Regions from separate parts of the Mus musculus genome. Here region 1 is linked to region 2. A link is a contact called in public Micro-C data. All regions are on one chromosome and are shown on one strand. The core of a region is the stretch at or near the end of the contact, and the rest is flanking DNA. Distances in the headings are between cores, read along the strand shown.

Region 1 (5,354 bases), core at 1,736-4,235, 370 kb before region 2:
TAATGGTCATATTCTCTGCTTATAGAAAGAGAGTTTAAAGCTGAATGAGAAAAAGAACCCAAGATGAAAATCTAATCTGTGCCCCTGAAATTACAACTTCAACCTCACCCTTTTTATATTCTGTCGCCACCAAGTCCTCAGATACACACTTATCTACTTTATATTTCACAACTTTATAAAATACACATTCAAGATCCCTAATGAATTGGTCCCTTATCCACCATTACAATTTTGAAACTGGTACTGTCAGCCTACCCAGCACTTATTCCTGTCTTCTTTTTGTAAGGGAGTCCTCATCTTATCATCCCTTATCAGTAACAAGTAAGTAATCTGAATCATTTTGAGAATTTATAAAAACAAATTTAGGCCCCATATTTTGACTTTGGTCTGGGATGTGGTTCAAAAATTAGTATTTTGCCAGGCATGATGGCCCATATTTATAATCTGAATGCTCCAGAGGCAGGCAAGGAACCAGAAGCAAGGTGATCTGGAGTTTCAGCTCAGAGAGTCATCCCTGACCACATAGCAAGAATTCAGGGCCAGCCTAAGCAATATGAGACCATGTCTCAAAATATCAAAAGCAAGAAAAAAGAAATTACCTTTTGAAAACCACAATGTCCTTGGGAAAAAGTGATCTATCTGATCTCCAACTAAGAGATCGGTGTTGATTATATAAGCAAATCAGGCCTATTAATCCCATTTTGCTAGTAGTTAATTCCTGGATAATGATTAAGTTTAACCAATCAGCAAGTGCTAGATCCCTGGAAATTTGTAATTCAAGAGATAGGCAAGTACAATTTGACTCTATAGTAGGTTTTTTGAAGTGGGGGAGAGTCCACTTTAGGAGGCTGAAAAGATGGTTCAGTAGTAAAATCACTTGTTCTTACAGAGGATCCCGGCTCAATTCCCAGCACCAGACCAAATTAGTGGCTAGACTGAAAGTATTCATAGTTTCTACACACACACATAAACTCATTCATATTTTTTCTCTTTCTCTCTCTCCCCCTACTCCCCACTCCCATTGCTGGTTTCAGCCAGTTTACTAAACAAACATAGGGAAGATAACATAAGCATGATATAAAAATCAACATAATTTACAAAAAATTTAAGTAAGGTTTTGTACTAAAAGAATTTCAGATTTGGTACTAGAAAAATGCACTAGCACCTGAATACTCTCTATAACCAATATGTAAACTAGTTTTCTCAAATCTATTTCAATCTCCTAGGTACTACAGTTTGGGAAACAAAATTAGATTTGTTTTACTCTCTTATAAGTATGACTTAGGTTTGCCAAGTAGATAACTCTCAAACTAGATACCAATTTGGAACAAGATTAGATAAAGGATTAGACTGGACATAGAACATTTTTCTGCAGAACAAACTGCAGCAGAGAAAGCACAACTCTAGATTTAGTTGTCATAGCAACAGCTTCCAGCAAAATCTGCCATTCTTAGGAGTTAGGAGTTCAATTCTTAATTGCAATCTAAAGAGTTTATTCAAAGAAATTCAACCTGGATGCATTTTTTTCTTTAGATTTCTTTTTTCAGTGCTGACAATTAAATGTAGGACCTTGTGTGTGCCAAACACATGCTCTATCATTGAGCTGCATCCTTAGCCATCAGAAGTAGACTTTAACCCCTCTCTCAAAACTGTATTGAATTCATGCTGCTTGAAGTCACTAGAATTGATCCTGTTACTTCCCTCAATTAATTAGAAAGGATGCTGATAAACAGCCCCATACTAAAAATAACACAATACAATAATATTCCCAAAACACTTGGCCCATATCTTTGCATCAAGTCTTTAATGTAGTGTCCCCCCTCACAATCAGACAACCTGCATTAAAAAAAGCTGATTACAGAGGAAAAGAAGAAAAGAGACTTGACAAAAATAAGTGAGCACTGAAGAAAGGACCAGTGTCATACTGATAAGAGACAGGAAGGATTATTTCAAGTATAAAGAACAACCTTCATAGAGGCAATGAGGTACCCCATGCCACTGAGGACTACACCGACAGATTCATTTCCTAGAATCTGGAATGATGCCACAACATATGCCAGTTTTGTTCAATAAATTAAAGTTGAGCCAGGCAATGGTGGCGGACACCTTTAAAGCCAGCACTTGGGAAGCAGAGGCAAGTGGATTTCTGAGTTCGAGGCCAGCCTGGTCTACAAAGTGAATTCCAGGACAGCCAGGGCTACAAAGTGAATTCCAGGACAGCCAGGGCTACACAGCCTGTCTCAAAAAACAAAAAAAAAAAAAAAAAAAAAGCATAAAAAAATAAAAAAGCTGAATCCAAATGGTGTTTACCACCCCACCCCCCCAACCCCAAGGTACTCAGGATACTTCAGGGCAGCAAGGAGACAAGGCCCTGAACTTCACAAGTGTTATATACTGTAACTACTTCTCCATGTATCCTAATGCAAACCTATGAAGCAGTACAATCAGTACAGCTTTAGTAAAGAAACTAAAACTGCTGGATTTAGCACTCCTATACCAGTCAAGACATGGCGGCATCTCAGCTTTCAGAGACAGGCCAGGGGCAGAGGTTTAACTGCTACACCATACAGAGAGGAGAAAGTTTAAATCGACGTCTTTGTTGAAGTATAACATATGGAATAAATTTGGCATGAGCCTTTTGTGGGTTTTTTTGCTTTGTTTTCTTGTCTTTCTTTTTACATAAGGTGAGAAATTAAACTTCCCAGATCTAAACAGCATATTCAGCTTATAGCTTCTATGGTTTCAAAAACAGTATAAAAAGGTGTCTAGTCCAACTATTAGTGAAAAGATATTCTGAAGGCTGTACCATGGAGCTCTTACCCAACAACCGGGACCAAGTGTGTCCAGGCCTTCACTAAGGGGCATATTAGCATTACATTAACTGGTAGAAACAGCTGTAGCACAAACCTCCAGTAGATAGAAGACCAAAGGCACAGAGAACAAAGGGAGAGCAGGAAAGCAATGATTGGCTGACCTGGCAGTGGCTAGGTCAGTCAAGGCATTTGGTCCCTTTGCATTTCTAAGTTCTCATGAATGTGGATGTCCAGGCAGCAGCCCAAGGCCTTTCTCATTTCCATCTCAATCTCTAGGAAGAATTTCAATGAGACCAAGAGCTACTAAGGCAGAGAACAGATTCTGAATATTAAAGTACATACTGGGCAGGAACAAAAGAAAGAATAAGAGGTTTTCCATTTGGACGTAACAATATAACAGTTCACCAAACACATGCCATACACACTCTGAACCATACAATACCAAATCCACTCAGTTATTTCTCACTTCTTTCTTGATCACCATGTATTTATCAAGCACCACAGGAACACAACATAGTTCCAGTCTCAGAACTGTATCTAACAGAATCATCAAACACTAGAGGGATTCTTGTTATCCAATGATAACTAGTACCCAAAATATCACTTAAAGTTAACTAGAATTTCTAGTATACCTCCCTCCTCCTACCAAAAAACAAACAAAAATTTGTTAGAGAAAGGCTTTAATAATCTATTAAAATAAATCAAAATCAATTTTTCATCATTACTAAAATTTAAGTTGTAATTGCCACTAATAAAAAAACTTCAAGAACACCTGTCATTTCACATTTAGTTTACAAAATATGTGTGTAAGATCAGTTTTATAAAAATATTCAAGAGCTTCATCAATTTCTCCCCAGGATCCTCTTAATCCTTTGTTATTTAAATAGTGTCTTCTGACTCTCCTGGTATTTTATTATGCACATTAATCTTCCTCCCAGTTGTATTTAAATTTTCAGCTTAACTATACTAACTGCACACAATCCCTTCAACTTTAAAGTCGTCTAACCTTATCTGATTCTCATCTGTCAGTGTGTGTGTGGCTTAAGCCATCTTCCAGAATCACTGTATTTCAACTTCACAAAATTCTTCCATTTTACAATCTGCCATATTGTCAGATGTTCATGATCTTGCCATTAAAAGGCACTTACTGAAAAAATGAGTAAGAACAGGCCTAATGGTAAACAGAAAGGAATGCATGGATGCTGATTAATTTTTTTAAACAATTGAACTATTCTATATATCTAACAATAATACTAAAACAGGCCTCCAATGTTTGGGCTCAAGCAATCTCCCTGCCTCAGTCTTTCAAGTAGCTGTGTACATATATTCAGTAACACCCAGCAAAGGAAGACTACTTTTAAATGATATTTTATTTATTTACTTATTTGAGTTTATGTGTGTCTTCAGGCTTGTCAAGGAGCCTCTTTTAAGCCATTTTGCCAGCCCAAGAGACTCTTTAAAGGAAGGAATTTAACAAGAATGGCAAAGGCTGAAAAGGTCCAGTAATTAAGAAGGAAAAAGGAATTCTACAGCTATTAGCATCACAGAAAGACTCAAGAGCCTTTGATGAAAGAACACACCAATACTGGTTCAAAACAAAACAAGCCTGAATCTGACCAGGTTTCTGGGGTTGTAACTCAGTGCTATAGCTCTTGTCTAACAGTCGTGAGGTTCTGGTTAGAAAAAAGGGAAGGAGAGGGAAGAGGGAGGAGGAAAGAAAAAGAAGAGAGAGAATAGGGAAAAGAGAGCGGAAAGCAGAGTTGGCCTGTTAATATCCTGCTATAGATTTGTAAGAAATAAAAGGATGTGCTCGAGAGGTTCATACTCATCGATAACTCAAGTCCCAGGAAATGCGGTGCCTTCTTTCGCCCTCCTCTGGTACCAGACACATATGTGGTGCATAGACATACATGCAGGCAAAATACTTACATAAAATTAAATTAAATTAGTCTTTAAAATAAATAAATATATAGGACCAAGGAACCTGTTTAAACAATAGGATACAAAATATGAAGTGAATAACTCTATAGAACAATGTTGTTTCTTCAAATAAATTGAACTGATGACAAAAGGGATTGAGAGGTTTGATTTGAATGAAAAATGTTCCCCATTTGACTGCTTGGCCCCATTTGGTAGTGCTGTTTGGGAACTCATAGGAGATGTGGCCTTGTTGGAAGACGTATGTCACTGAATCAGGCTTTGAGAGTTAAAAGACTGTGATTTGCACTTTGCTCTATCTGCTTCAAACTTATGGTTCTAGATTTGACTTCTCAGCTTCTTGCTCCTGTTTACCATGCCTACTGCCTCCACCCCACCAGCATGGACTCTAACCCTCTTAACTGTAAACCCAAATAAACTTTCTTCTAAAATTTGCCTCGGCCATGGTGTTTCATCACAGTAACGCAAAAGTATTAATACAAAAGGAAACTTGGAAATGATGAGACATCAATAAAACAACCTTATGAAAACCTTATCTGGACCCTTTTAGGGGGAGAGGGGAGACAAGATTTCACTATGTAAAACTGGTTGGCCTCAAACTCC
Region 2 (4,916 bases), core at 629-3,128:
TCAGAGGAAACAAGATTGGAACCCAACAGGAAGAATCCAGCAAAACTTTTACCTCCAGTCTCCTGCCCAAGCAAAGCATCATGGGAATTTCCTACACAGAAAAACTGCTTTCACACCCCTTGGCCACTCTGAGATGGGGCCCTGGACGAAATGGCTGACAGGGCTGGCTGGAGTCTTGGCAGATATAAAGAAGCGGGAGGGGCTGCTCCATTTCTACCAACATTGCACCTCAGAACAAGATGGCATACATTTCGCTGTCTGTAAATGACCTTGGTCATTTCACTTACAACTGTCCATAACTCCAAATTTAGGGATTCTGATGACCTTTTGTGGTCTCCATGGCACCCAGCATGGATGTGGCACTCAGACAGACAGACAGACAGATAAAACATTCATAAACATAAAAATAATTATATAATTATATAATTATATATATATATATATATATATAGAGAGAGAGAGAGAGAGAGAGAGAGAGAGAGAGAGACAAAGTCTCACTATGTAGCTCTGACATGTAAATCAGGCTGGCCTTAAACACACAGAGATCTTCCCGCCTCTACCTCTTGAGTGTTAGGATCAAAGGTGTGTGCCTCTACTCCAGGAGTACCCTTTTTTGTTGTTGTTGTTTTACAATTTTTAAAAAAATATTTCTGAAATCACAAGAATTACATCTTCTTCCTCCTTTCCTTCTCTCCCCAAATCTTCCCACAAACTCCTTTTGCTTTTCTTCTCAAATTCATGACCTCTATTGCTTTAATTGTTATGACATACATATACACTATATATACATATACATGAGTATATATGTACATATAAGAATATATGTATATATATATATTCCTAAATATAGAAATAAAAAGCTACATACATATATGTACACATATATTACATATATATAATATATGTATGCTTTCAGGGAGGCCCTCTTGTCTTTGGGTACCCAATATGGAGGCTCTTTCCTGGAGAAAACTAATTCTGCTGTTAGCTGTAATTCCTTTTCTGGGACTGAGGCTCCATGAGAGGCCCCTCTTCCATGTTAGCCAGTCTGTAATTGGTGTTGGTGTCCTCGTTCAGGTCTGGTTAGGTAGTCATGACAATGAAACTTCACGGGTGTTGCCTCTCTGACATTTCTAGGAGGCAAATATTCTTTTTTTTAAAGATGTATTTATTGTTATATGTAAGTACACTGTAGCTGTCTTCAGACACACCAGAAGAGGGTGTCAGATCTCCATGTGGTTGGTGGGATTTGAACTCAGAACCTTTGGAAGATCAGTCAGTGGGAAAATGTTCACAGCCAACTTCCTGGCTCTCTGTCTCCCACATTCTTCTCACCCTCTCCTCTGTTCTGAGTTCTCAGGGCAGGGGTTGTTGCATCTGTTGGGTTCAACAACACTGCCGAGTGTTCTCTGTGTTAGATCATCTGTGGGCTTTTGTAACGGTCTCCGTCTGTTGTAAGGAGACACTTCTTTGATGAGGATGAGACCTATGCTTTCTGTGGGTATAGGATAAATATGTAGAATGTAGTTAGGAATTACGCTGATTTTGTAAGAAGGTAGGTATAGGTTCTCCAAGAGCCATGATTCACTAGTCTGGGGCAGTTGACTAAGGAGCAGACATGATTTCCCTCATGTTGTATGGGCTTTAAGTCCAACTAGAGAACTCTCAGCCCCTGTTAAAGTATAGGTGCCACTATAGCGACCTTGCGGGTGCTGTGCTCATTGCTTTAATTCCCAGGCATCATAGCTGGGAAGAGCTATTGCTTGCTTCCTTAAACATTTTAAGCTGTCTGTTTTCACAGAGTTGGCAACCCAGGGTGCCCCGTGGCAGAAGCCTGACCTAGCTTACAGCTGATGACCCCTGCTGCTATGGCGACAGGCAGGTTTCTGGTGAATTCAATTACTAGGCTTCCACACTGAGAGCAGAGACCAGGAATTGGCCTCCTGCCAGAGACTTTGAGACTTTGAGAAAATTTACTTCACAAAGAAAGCTTGGCGGTGGGGGGTTGGGGAGGCTAGTAGGGAGGGAGCAATCTGGATTTTAGATGGTTAAAACCGTTTACCAAGGGTGGAACCGAAATTCAAGGTGACTCTAAATAGCATGGGGAATTGAGACTGGCACCACACCCTGTCACATGTTTATTCACTCAGAAAATTTGAATTGTACTGTTTTAAATGTTCATGTACACACACACACACACACACACACACACACACACACACACACACACACACACACACACACATGCACATTTATGTCCTTGTCTGGTATCATAGGGCTTTTCTTGCACTCTGGAAGGTCTTTCTCTTTTTTGTCTTTGTTTTTGTCCCAGCCTTCCCAGTGCTGTGCTGCTAGGTGTGGGCCACCATACCTGGTTTGCAGTATCCTTTCCCCCAAGCACTGTGAATGGAAACCGAGGATTCACACCTACCAAATGTATCAACATTTTAATTTTGATTGTTTTTAATTGAGTGCGTGTGTCCATGGGTGTCTTTGGGTGCTCCAGGAGGCTAGAAGTGTAAGATCCTGAGCAGGTAGGGTTAGAGGCAGTTGTGAACTCCTGGATCTTGGTGATGGGAACTGAACTCTGATCTTCTGCGAGAGCAATGCACTCTCCCCTCCCCCGACCTTCCAACCCCCACCCCCGCTAAAACAGGGTTTCTCTGTGTAGCCCTGGCTGTCCTGGAATTCACTCTGTAGACCAGGCTGGCTTTGAACTCACAAAGATCTACCTCTGTCTCTTGAGTGCTGGGATTAAAGGCAGGCACTACTATGCCTAACCTCCTTATTTTTATTTTTATTTACATTTTAAAAAATATTTATTTTGGGCTAGAAAAATAGATTATTGATTAAGAGCAAGTCCTGCTCTTCCAGTGGATCTGATTTCCAACACCCTGATCGGAGACTCACAACAACCTGTAATTCCAGTTCCAGGGGAGATGAGGACTCCTAGAACACTTGCATTCACAAGTACATACCCTCCCCCCATACACACACATACACACATATACACTCATACACATATACACATATACACACATAGACAAATATGCATATATACACACACATATATATACTCATACACATATACATATACACATATACACTCACACACATTCACACACATATATACACTGTATATTTACACACACATACACACATATACACTCACACTATACACATATATACTCACACACATATAAACTTACATACATGTACCATACACAAATACATACACAAACACACATATATACTCACATATATACATATACATACATATAACCCACACACATATATGCTCACACATGTACATATATATGTACACATATACATTTATACACGCATACATACAAACATTCACACACAGTTTTAAAATAAATATTTTTATATTTCTGTATGTGGCATGTGCCCACTGTGCACTTGTGTGAGCACAGAAGACAGAGTCTAATGTCAATATCCTCCTAGATTCACTCTCCATCTTTATCTTAGTTTCTGAGATAAGGTTTCAAATGGCTCGGGCTGGCCTTGAATTCACTATGCAGTACAGGATGACCCTGAGCTCCTGGCTCTCTTGCCTCCACTTCCAAAGCCCTGGCATTGCTAACACATGCCTCTGGGTGCCAGGGACTGAATCCAGGTTTTCATGCACGCTAGGCAAGCGTTCTTCCACTGAGCCACATGCCCAGCCCTGTGCCAATCTAAAGCTCTATGGCTCTGTGTTGGATATATTTGTCTTAAATATATGAGGCTACATTTCATTTCTTCCTTCTTTCTCCTTCCCTTTCTCTGTAACACCCTTGCAGGGAGCATTCTTTATGGCTAAGCAAAGAGTATGCACTTTTCCAAGGACCTTATCCTGTTGTGAAGTTACTAGGGCTAGGATGCCACCCTGTGGGTACCCCGAGTGTGGGCATCCCGTTTCTGAGTTCAGAGTCTCATGTTCAGTCTCATGTTCAGAGTCTGGTACCACACAGTTCTGTTCTGTTTTTTTTTTTTTTTAAGATTTATTTATTTCATGTATGTGGGTATACTGCAGCTGTCTTCAGACACATCAAAAGAGGGCATCAGATCCCATTACAGATGGTTGTGAGCCACCATGTGGTTGCTGGGATTTGAACTCGGGACCACTGGAAGAGCAGTCAGTGCTCTTAACCAACTGAGCCTTCTCTCCAGACCATGGTACCGCACAGGTGTGTGACAATTGTTTTAATATAAGTTTATCTGTGGCAGCACGTTAGTTCAGTGGACAAAGGGGTTGATTCAACCCTGACCACTGGGCTGAGTTCAGTACTCAGGAAAGCTGGCTCCTATAAACTTGTCTTTGGCAGGACATGCTACAGTAAGCCAGGTTGCCTGACAGTCAGACCTACAGCCAAGCCAGGGCTTCCCCCAAGCTGTCTTTTGTGTCTTGATGGATCGGATATAGGAGCTTTCTTCTGGAGTCCAGCCCTGCTCTCCGCTCCTCCAGTCTCCTCTTTCTTTCTGTCCCTTTCTTTCTTTCCTGTGTTCTCTTCCTTCTTCCGCTATTTTTGTTTCAGTGGTTTGTTCGTCTGTTTGTTTTTGCGTAGGGGGACAGCACGGTCTCACTGGCTGGCCTGGAGCTCTATATGTAGATCAGGCTGGCATGAAGTCACTGAGATCCACCTGCCCCTGCCTCACAAACGTTGCAGCAAAAGTGTGTGTGTCACCAGGGCTGGCTTCCCCTCTACTGCTTTAACTCACGTCTTTGTCTGGCACTTTTCTCTGTACACCTGCCTTTTCTTTCTCGCTTCTCTGCTTCCTTCTCCTTTCAACGTTTTCTCCCTTGAGCCAACCCTTCTTTCTCTCTCTTTTCCTTTCTGGTGATCCTTGTCCTCCACCTACCACCTCTCTGTGAATCTTTGTTTCTTCAGAGAGATCAGCCAGACCAGGCCCATCTC

Evidence for each region. A called contact is a pair of places that touch in the nucleus more often than the background predicts.
Region 1: a Micro-C map of embryonic stem cells shows a contact between it and region 2, with 4 times the contacts expected there. The contact joins two enhancer-like sites. A contact is called at or near these places in 3 of 39 promoter capture datasets (hematopoietic stem and progenitor cells and liver), 1 of 15 datasets of contacts at CTCF or cohesin (the NIH/3T3 cell line), 1 of 484 Hi-C or Micro-C datasets (embryonic stem cells) and 1 of 9 other capture datasets (pancreatic islet).

The regions. Positions count from the first base shown.
Region 1 is chr7:97,802,337-97,807,690 of GRCm38.p6, reverse strand. It overlaps a transcript of Pak1 not described here. Among named protein-coding and RNA genes, the nearest start is that of Gm39050, 4.6 kb to the right of the region's middle. Within about 2 kb of position 2,985, at least 34 of the 459 cell types and tissues checked have an H3K27ac peak or open chromatin away from gene starts, as enhancers often do. A contact at or near this core is called in embryonic stem cells, where this site is marked.
Region 2 is chr7:97,426,938-97,431,853 of GRCm38.p6, reverse strand. No RefSeq gene overlaps it. Among named protein-coding and RNA genes, the nearest start is that of Gm32945, 11 kb to the right of the region's middle. Within about 2 kb of position 1,878, at least 66 of the 459 cell types and tissues checked have an H3K27ac peak or open chromatin away from gene starts, as enhancers often do. A contact at or near this core is called in embryonic stem cells, where this site is marked.